Linked DNA regions of Sus scrofa: all the other regions are linked to region 1. A link is a contact called in public Hi-C and HiChIP or PLAC-seq data. All regions are on one chromosome and are shown on one strand. The core of a region is the stretch at or near the end of the contact, and the rest is flanking DNA. Distances in the headings are between cores, read along the strand shown.

Evidence for each region. Hi-C and Micro-C count contacts between places; a contact is called where the count stands out from the background. HiChIP or PLAC-seq counts read pairs in DNA pulled down with a chosen protein or histone mark.
Region 2: an H3K27ac HiChIP or PLAC-seq map of alveolar macrophages shows a contact between it and region 1. The contact joins the promoter of EDEM3 here to the promoter of FAM129A in region 1. A contact is called at or near these places in 2 of 47 Hi-C or Micro-C datasets (embryonic fibroblasts and heart right ventricle) and 2 of 2 datasets of contacts at active chromatin or transcription factors (alveolar macrophages and skeletal muscle).
Region 3: a Hi-C map of retroperitoneal adipose tissue shows a contact between it and region 1, with 4 times the contacts expected there. The contact joins the enhancer-like site here to the promoter of FAM129A in region 1. A contact is called at or near these places in 2 of 5 promoter capture datasets (fetal liver and liver), 31 of 47 Hi-C or Micro-C datasets (adipose tissue, alveolar macrophages, blood and 15 more) and 2 of 2 datasets of contacts at active chromatin or transcription factors (alveolar macrophages and skeletal muscle).

What each region holds. Positions count from the first base shown.
Region 1 is chr9:126,171,300-126,173,887 of Sscrofa11.1, forward strand. It overlaps FAM129A (protein Niban-like), which reads right to left and starts at 1,280. Exons shown (of 14, transcript NM_001243219.1): 1 at 1,056-1,280. The coding sequence starts at 1,110. RNF2 (E3 ubiquitin-protein ligase RING2) reads left to right here and starts at 1,338. Exons shown (of 7, transcript XM_021102634.1): 1 at 1,338-1,360.
Region 2 is chr9:125,981,776-125,984,363 of Sscrofa11.1, forward strand. EDEM3 (ER degradation-enhancing alpha-mannosidase-like protein 3) reads right to left here and starts at 1,298. Exons shown (of 20, transcript XM_021102628.1): 1 at 856-1,298. The coding sequence starts at 1,016. LOC110262256 (a long non-coding RNA gene) reads left to right here and starts at 1,339. Exons shown (of 3, transcript XR_002347094.1): 1 at 1,339-1,902; 2 at 2,325-2,408.
Region 3 is chr9:126,018,191-126,020,778 of Sscrofa11.1, forward strand. FAM129A (protein Niban-like) reads right to left here. Exons shown (of 14, transcript NM_001243219.1): 11 at 1,188-1,298. Among named protein-coding and RNA genes, the nearest start is that of EDEM3, 36 kb to the left of the region's middle. Within about 2 kb of position 1,276, at least 16 of the 83 cell types and tissues checked have an H3K27ac peak or open chromatin away from gene starts, as enhancers often do. A contact at or near this core is called in adipose tissue, omental adipose tissue and retroperitoneal adipose tissue, where this site is marked.

The DNA of each region.
Region 1 (2,588 bases), core at 30-2,529:
TCTCTTAGAAAATGGTTCAGGAGCCAGAAAAGGGTATCAGGAAGAACTTTACTTTTTTCTTTTTCTTAACATTATTAAGTGTAATATCTAGTTTAGAAGATACTTCTAACGGGAGAAAAACACTAAACTCACAAACTAACCAAATGTTAGGTAGTGGTTGTGGGCAAAGTTTGGAGGGAGGAAAGAGAAAGAAGCCAATTACACCCAGGAGAGAAAGAATCACTATTTCCTGCAGTTTCAGCTGTTTGGTTTTTGTTTTCTTCTGCCTCACTCTTTTCACTGTATCACTATATCCCCGAAAGCCTCCCAAATGAGTTTGTCCCCATCTAAAACTTTAGCAACTGTTACACAGCAGGTCAGCGTTCCTCTTTTGCTTCCCCTCGTCTGCGGGTAAGTAAAGGTAACCACACAACATGAGAGCGTAATGACATTGTCCTTTCTGCCTCTGATGAAATCATCCCGCAAGTGACATTATGAAGTTCAAGTGAAACTTTGGCCGACGCCGCGTTTTACAAAACCAGGCCAACAGTACCAGGAGGGAAATTCTGCTTCATAGGCCGGGAATCCCCAGGGAAATCTCTAGAAGCGAGGGATATCCCCCACTGTTCTTTTTGCGGCAAGTTCAGAAAGGGCTCAGAACTGAGTCCAGGGACAGGTACAGACAGGATGGGGAGGTGTTGCTGGGCTGGGGTGGGGTGCAGAAGAGACATCGAGGCGGGCCGAGTGGAGGAACCGGGGTGGTCCCCCACTCCGTAGCCTGCACCTGTTTCTCCCAGCCTTCCGGCGGCGCTTCCCAAAGCATCCCCAGCCCGCTCACCTGGCTGCAGCGCCCCCCACCCCGGCCAGGGCTCGTGGCGAGCTGCCCTCCAGCTGGAAGAACGCTGGCTGAGAAGACGCCGTGCCCCCTGCCAGGCCCGCGCCCGCCGGAGGAGAGCGGACCGTGGAGGGCGGGGGATGGAGGAGGGAGTCTGCGGGCACCTCTGGGGTCGCGCCCAGTAGGGCCAAGGCTCGAGGCGGACCGGCGCCGCGCTCCCGGGAAGCCCCGGCGGGCGTACCTCGGATGTAGGCGCACTTGCCCTCGTCCAACTGGCTGGAGGCCGAGCCGCCCATGGCGACGGAAGGTGCAGGAGGATGCTGAGCGCGCGGCTGCCCGGCCCACTCCCCCGGCGGGAGGGACTGCCACTCCCGTCGGCGCCCGCTGCCCGCTCCTGGAAGCCGATGCGACGGAGATCTGAGCGCTGCAATTAAAGGACACACTTCCTCCGAGAGGCGCGGCCTTCTAGGGCGCCTCCTCCGGGTCCGCGCCCTCTGAGGATCTGTGGGCTGGCCCCGGGGCTGCCTTCCCGCCTTCGCTTCACTGGTGAGTTCTGAGGGGAAGTGTGGCCTGGAACGACTTTCAGCTCCTTCTCCTTCTCTTCGCTGACTTCTTATTTTCACCTCGAGTCAGAGGACAATTTCCCTGGTAATGGGAAACCCCTGTGAGCCGGACCCTTCCCCCTCACATCCCACGAGGTGGAGTTCAAAAGCCCCCTGCTTTGCACGCTCTTCCCTCCAGGACAGGAAGCAACAGTTCTCAAACATCACCTACGAACATATTAGAAATCCAAAATCTCAGCACCTCCCTCTACACACACACACACACACACACACACACACACATACACACAGATACACACACGCACACACACCCTCCCCAATTAGAAACTGGGAGTAGGGCCCAGCAATCTGTTTTCACAGGCCCTCCAGGTAATTCTGACGCCTGCTGATGTTTGAAAACCAATGATAAACTTGCCTTCCTGCAGCCAAGAAGTTGGGCCAAGGAGGAAATGGGGAATGAAGGAAAAAAAGACAGAAATAGAAAAAATTAGGGAGGCATTCCCGTCGTGGCTCAGCGGTAAGGACTCCCGCTAGTATCCATGAGGATGCTGGTTTTAACCCTGACCTCCACCGGTGGGTTAAAGATCCTACGTGGCTGTGGCTGTGGCTGTGGCTGTGGCTAGGCCAGCAGCTGGAGCTCCCATTGGACCCCTAGCCTGGGAACATCCATATGCCACATATGTGGCCCTAAGGAAAAAAAAAAAAAAAAAAAGCAAAAGTTAGGGAGAACCTGACTGTGGGTCCTACTGTATACTCCCAGTCTAGAAACTTCTTAAGACTTGATCAAAGTCTGCTCTTACACTTTTAGGTTCAGTTCCTCTCCTAGACAAACTGGAATGCGTTCATTAGAAAGGGCACTTGTTCTTTTCCCACAACCACTGTTTAGCTTGGCAGCTTTTCCCAAACAAGAACCAGCTTGGTAGAAGGGTCAACACTCATGTCTTCCTATTCTTAGCAGTCAGCTCGTAGTGACTCCTATTGACGTAACCTCCAAGGTCAAATGAGCTGTTCAGACAAGAAGCAGGTCTGAGGAGGACTTTGGAGGCTTTTTCCTTCAAAGTTAATTATCTAGCGTTTTAACACAGAGATGTCTCATACCTCACAATCTCTCACACCTTTCCAATCCATCAGTAAATCCTTTCAAATCTACTTGCAAAATATATCCACTATCCCACCATTTCTCCTCCCCTCCACTGCTATCAACCCCGCAA
Region 2 (2,588 bases), core at 48-2,547, 190 kb before region 1:
CTAATATGGAGATCCTGATGTGGCTCAGTGGAAACGAATCTGAGTAGTATCCATGAGGACACAGGTTTGATCCCTGGCCTTGCTCAGTGGGTTAAGGATCCACATTGCTGGTGAGCTGTGGTGTAGGTCCTAGATGTGGCTCGGATCTGGCGCATTGCTGTGGCTGTGGCAGAGGCCTGCAGCTACAGCTCCAATTCGACCCCTAGCCTGGGAACCTCCATATGCCGGCGGGTGCGGCCCTAAAAAAACAAACAAAAAAACCTATTAAAACTACTTTGAATAAAAAAGCATAGTTAATTAGGTCTTTTAAATATTGCCATCAAATACTATCCTATTAGGAAAGTGCAAAACAAGAAAACACCACAAGGAAATGGTAAAGTGTTTAAAGTTCAGGTTCCAATGAATACCCCCTTTTCCACAGCAGGTGTAAACATGATTTCCTTAACTACTGTGGGATCAGCAACATTTTCCCAGCTGGGAGCTCACTTATGCGAGAAATCTCACCACGTCCCTGATGAAAGACAACCCGCAGAATTCTCACGCGCAGGGACACGCTGCAGCCCCCTTCACCTGCCACTGACATGGCAGCCGCCTTGACACACCGCGGCTGGCCTCAAGGAGCTTGCACATGTCACCGACGGCCCCAGAGACACCCCGAGAGTCCCCTCGAGATCGCATCGCGGGCGGTGGCCCCGTCCTTCCTGCACCCTGTCCACCCCGCCAGGGTCCTCTCGAGGCAACAGCCGTCCCCATCGCGACAGGAGAGGCCACTGCGCGCCCAGGTCGCAATGACAGGCACCTAACCTGTGGTCAGCCTCACGAGGAAACCCACCCCAGGCTGCCAAGCGCCCTTACCCAAGCCTCTGTTTCTCCTCCCTGCTCATGGGCGCGGCCCCCGCCGTCCACACGGATGTGGCTGACACCAGACAGAGCGCGGCCGTCGCCGCCACCAGGTTCCATGGCGCTCGCTGGGGGACCCGAGACCCACAGCCCCTGCCGCCGCCGGCTCCGCTCATGGCCCCGCGGTTCCGCGCACGCGCAGCTGCTACGCCCGGCCGGTGGGACACATTGCTGGACGCCGGTGGCAAAGGGGCTGCGAGCCGTGCGGAGGGCGGGATGCGGAGGAACGCGAGCGGTCGCCGTCGCCGAACGGTTTCCCGAAGCCACCGAGCCGGTCCCCAGCGCCAGCGCTGCCACCGCCCTCCGCCCTCAGCGGCCCAGAGCGCCTCCCCCAGCTTTCCGGTGTCGTAGTCTAGGAAACCACCTCCCCCGACGCGACTTCCGGGTAGGGCCCCAGACGCTGAGCCTCAGGACCAATGGGGACCGGATCAGAGAGGGGCTGGCTCCGGGGACAGGAGAGGGTATTGGCCAGCAGAAGTGAGACGTGGACAAAAGGCGGGACTGGGGAGGGACCTCTAGCCTCGGCCGTCCTCCGACCCGTGAACTTGAGACCTGAAAACTACCGGTCCCAGCGTGCACTGCTCCCTCCTCGGAGCTCTCGCAGTTGGATCCGCCGGGCTAAAATTCCGGGGTGGGCGCGCTGCACCCTGGGACATGTGGTTCTCCGAGGGGCACGGGCGGTTCCTGCGATCTGGCTTTCCCTGGCGTCTTGCACCAGCCCTCCCTTTGTGGGTTGCATAGTTCCCAGGAACCTGTCAGCTCTTTAGCCTTTTTCCTGCAAATACATTTCCGTGAGTGCCGGCTAGATGAGGCTCACATGGCCTCAGGTCCGTGCTGCACGCCATAAGGAATAGTAGTCCCTAAATGCATACGCTTTTGGAGTTGTCCTCTGCCCTCACCGAGATTGCAAAACGTTAAAGGCAAAAATGAATCGAGCCTTTGACGGCAGTGTGCTGAGAGTTTTCCTTGTAATCGCTCATGTACTCTTGGCAACTTTAATTGGTAAGTACCCCGGTCCCATTTTGCAAACGAGGAAGCTGAGGTCGGAGAACTTAGGTTACAAGCCTCATCTGCTGGGTTAGATTCCAACCAGCTTCTGTGACTCAGAAGTCCTCGCATGTAACCACAAGGGTGAAATGAAGGAGGGCAGGGGAGGCCTCGCACTTGCTTAATAATAGTTATCTTAAAAGCTCAATGTAAGGAAAATAGTGTGAGCTGCAAAGAACGTTTAATAAAGATTGGAAATTGCAATTTATTTTGATCACCCATTCCCACCGATTCACATTGGTAAAATGAGAATTAGGTTCCTCTTGAAAATACACATCGTTTTTCACACGTGGTAATTGAGTGGGTAGGTGTGGAGTTTAGGAGCTTGGATTTGACCTCTATGACCACAGGAAATTGCTTTCTCCTCGTGCCCTCAGCAGCTGAGCTGCCTTTCTGGAAAGTTTCTTCCTTGATTTCTATCACCTTGCATCATCTGCTTTCCTCTCAGACGGACCATTCAGGTGAGATCAATGAATCCTCCGCCTTCATGCCCCCTCTTTGCCTTAAAATGCAGGTGCTTCCTGCATTTTAAAGTGTTTATGTGTGTGCGTTTTTTTCTTTGTACTCTATTCCGTGGTGATTTCTTCCACTTATATGGATTCAAGCATCATATCCCTGTGGTTGATATACATCCTGATTTC
Region 3 (2,588 bases), core at 26-2,525, 150 kb before region 1:
TGACAAATACTGCTTTTAATCTCAATGACTTGGTTGCCAGAGTTTACTACTTCTTGTGAGGCATTAAGATGGGGTTCGAACATAGAGAACAGACTTGTGGTTGCCAAGTAAGAGACAGGAGGGAGAGGGATGGACTGGGGGTTTGGGGGTAGGTGACGCAAACTATTATACTTAGAATGGATAGATAGCGATATTCTACCCTTTAGCACAGGGAATTATATCCAGTGTCCTGGGACAAACCATGATGGAAAGGAATATTAAAAAAAGAATGTAGGTCTTATGTAACTGAGTTACTTTGCTGTATAGCAGAAATTAGCATAACATTGTAAATCAACTATGCTTTAATTAAAAAAAAATAGATCATGTCTGAAATTCAGGGACCACCTCCTAGAGTCTGTGAGACTTTGACCTTCTGCTCCAAAGACCTGTTTAGGGAAAGCAGGTCTTAAAGAATTAGCTGACTAGGTTTAGGGATAGTTTCACTCTAAGCTCACCATTGACTAGCCAGCCTGTCGAGCTTCTGTTAAATCACACGAGATCTTAGGGAGTCAGTTTCCTCATCTCTACAATGGAGACATATTCCCGTGATCTCACAAGTTCTTATGAGGATCAAATGAAACAGGATAGTTTTGTTTGTTTTTTTTAAAGTTTAAAACTATGCTCTATATATGCAAGCTCATATTATTACAACCATTTTAATATACACTCAAGCATGAAGCACATTTAAAACCATTTTACATGGCAGGTATCTCTTGGAGTAGTTCCTTTGCTATGAGATTTTGATTTTTCTAAACATGTTGGTTAATTTAAATGGGCTTTGCTGTACTGTAAACTCTTTGAAGAAAGAGGGTGTGCCTTGCTTATTTTTAGATTCCACGAAATACATATCACAATTGTTTATCGTGGGCAGCCAATAAATATCAAATCCAACTGCTATGCAAGTAAGCCTGGACACGTCCCTTCTGGCTGAGGGACACTGATGCTGAGGACCCAAAGTAGCCACTAGAGGGCAGAAGAGGCATGAAAGTCATGGGCGAACTGCTGCTCGGTGACGTCACCGGTACCTTGGGGGGAAAGACCGGGAGGGGAGGAGAGAGTGCAAAAGAGAACTCGGTATTTTCCGCTTAACAAAAGAAATCGGTCATGGTTTTGCTGCAAGCTTCCCATGAATAAGAGAACAATTTTACCTTTAAGACCCGGAGTTTAACCTTCTCAATGGCGACAGTGGTTTTGGAGGCCTCTCCTTGGAGATGTGGGGAGAGCAACTGCTCGAAAGTGAACACGGCATTCTCCATGAGCTAGAAACCAAAGACAGCACAGAAGCAGACCGCGGTCAGAGGCTGGGACCACCACCCGCAGGTCTAAGTCGGCTTGGAAAGAAGGGAGGGGATATCATCAGAGATGAGGCCCCTGCGGGCACTACCCTGGGGGTGACCCAGGGCATCAGGTCCTCACCTCCTGAAGGATTGTGACACGCACAGGCTCATGGCCACAGTGGGATCGGTGAGAGGTGGAAAGTGCGCGCACATGCGCGCACGCGCGCACACACGATCTATGCATGTACGTACACATGAATGTATCTTTTCTTTTCACCTCTTCTCCTCCTCCCTGAACCGGGAGATCGAGGACACCCACCATCTCCAGTGGGCATCCCCTTCGTCTGTTCTCTGCTACCTGGAGCCAGACCTTAACAAAATGAGGTGGGAGGCCTCTCCAATGATTTTTTTTAGCTCCTCAGTTCTGCCTCTCCACTTTCAGGTGATGTAAACCACTTGAGCACATCTCTCACCCCACTTCCCCGCTTCCCGTCCTCCTTCTCTTCCTGCCCCTGCCAGGCTGGGAAGGGAGGCAGGGTCGGAGCTCGGTGGAGACAGTGGCCACGTGCTTCTCGGTTAGGACACGGAAGTAGTTCAGACTTCTTCTTCCGTTAAACTCTTGACCAGATTTGTTCTTGGTTTGTTTTTAATCCCTCACAACTCGGAGGTTAGATAATACACAAAATGTGCTACTCAATCCTGTTATAATGTTTAAGAAAAAAATGCTTTCTTCCCCACGCCTGGGATGCAAAAGCATCTGACACAGGGACATGGTACCTTTCTCACAGCGCTTCCAATGCTGTACTGAATTTACCCAAGGATCTCTCACTATCGGCTCCCTGAAGTGGGGTCTGGCGCTGTGTCCAGCCCCACAGGAATCTCCCCTGGAACACATCTTTGAAGTAGCATCGTGCTCTTATGGCTTCCATGATCACAGCCTTCACTAGAATATGCACTGAATTTGTGCTATTCATTCCTGTTCCTCAAGAAAAAGTTCCTTGTGGGGAAAAGAGGAACCTATCAAACAGACATAAGGAATCCAAATTTCGAGCTGCGATGGACTGATTGATTTACTTTTAACTAGGTTAGGGAATGAACTCGAGCCAGTGGTTCTCCATCCTGGCTGCAAATTAAAAGCAGTTGCAATAGAAGTGAAGATTTTTTTTATGTTGCCAAAAAAAAAAAAAAAATCAGAATCATGGAGAGTGTGGCCTAGACATCGCTATTTCTTAAAAGCTCCCAGATGATTCTTATGTGCAGCCACTGTTAACA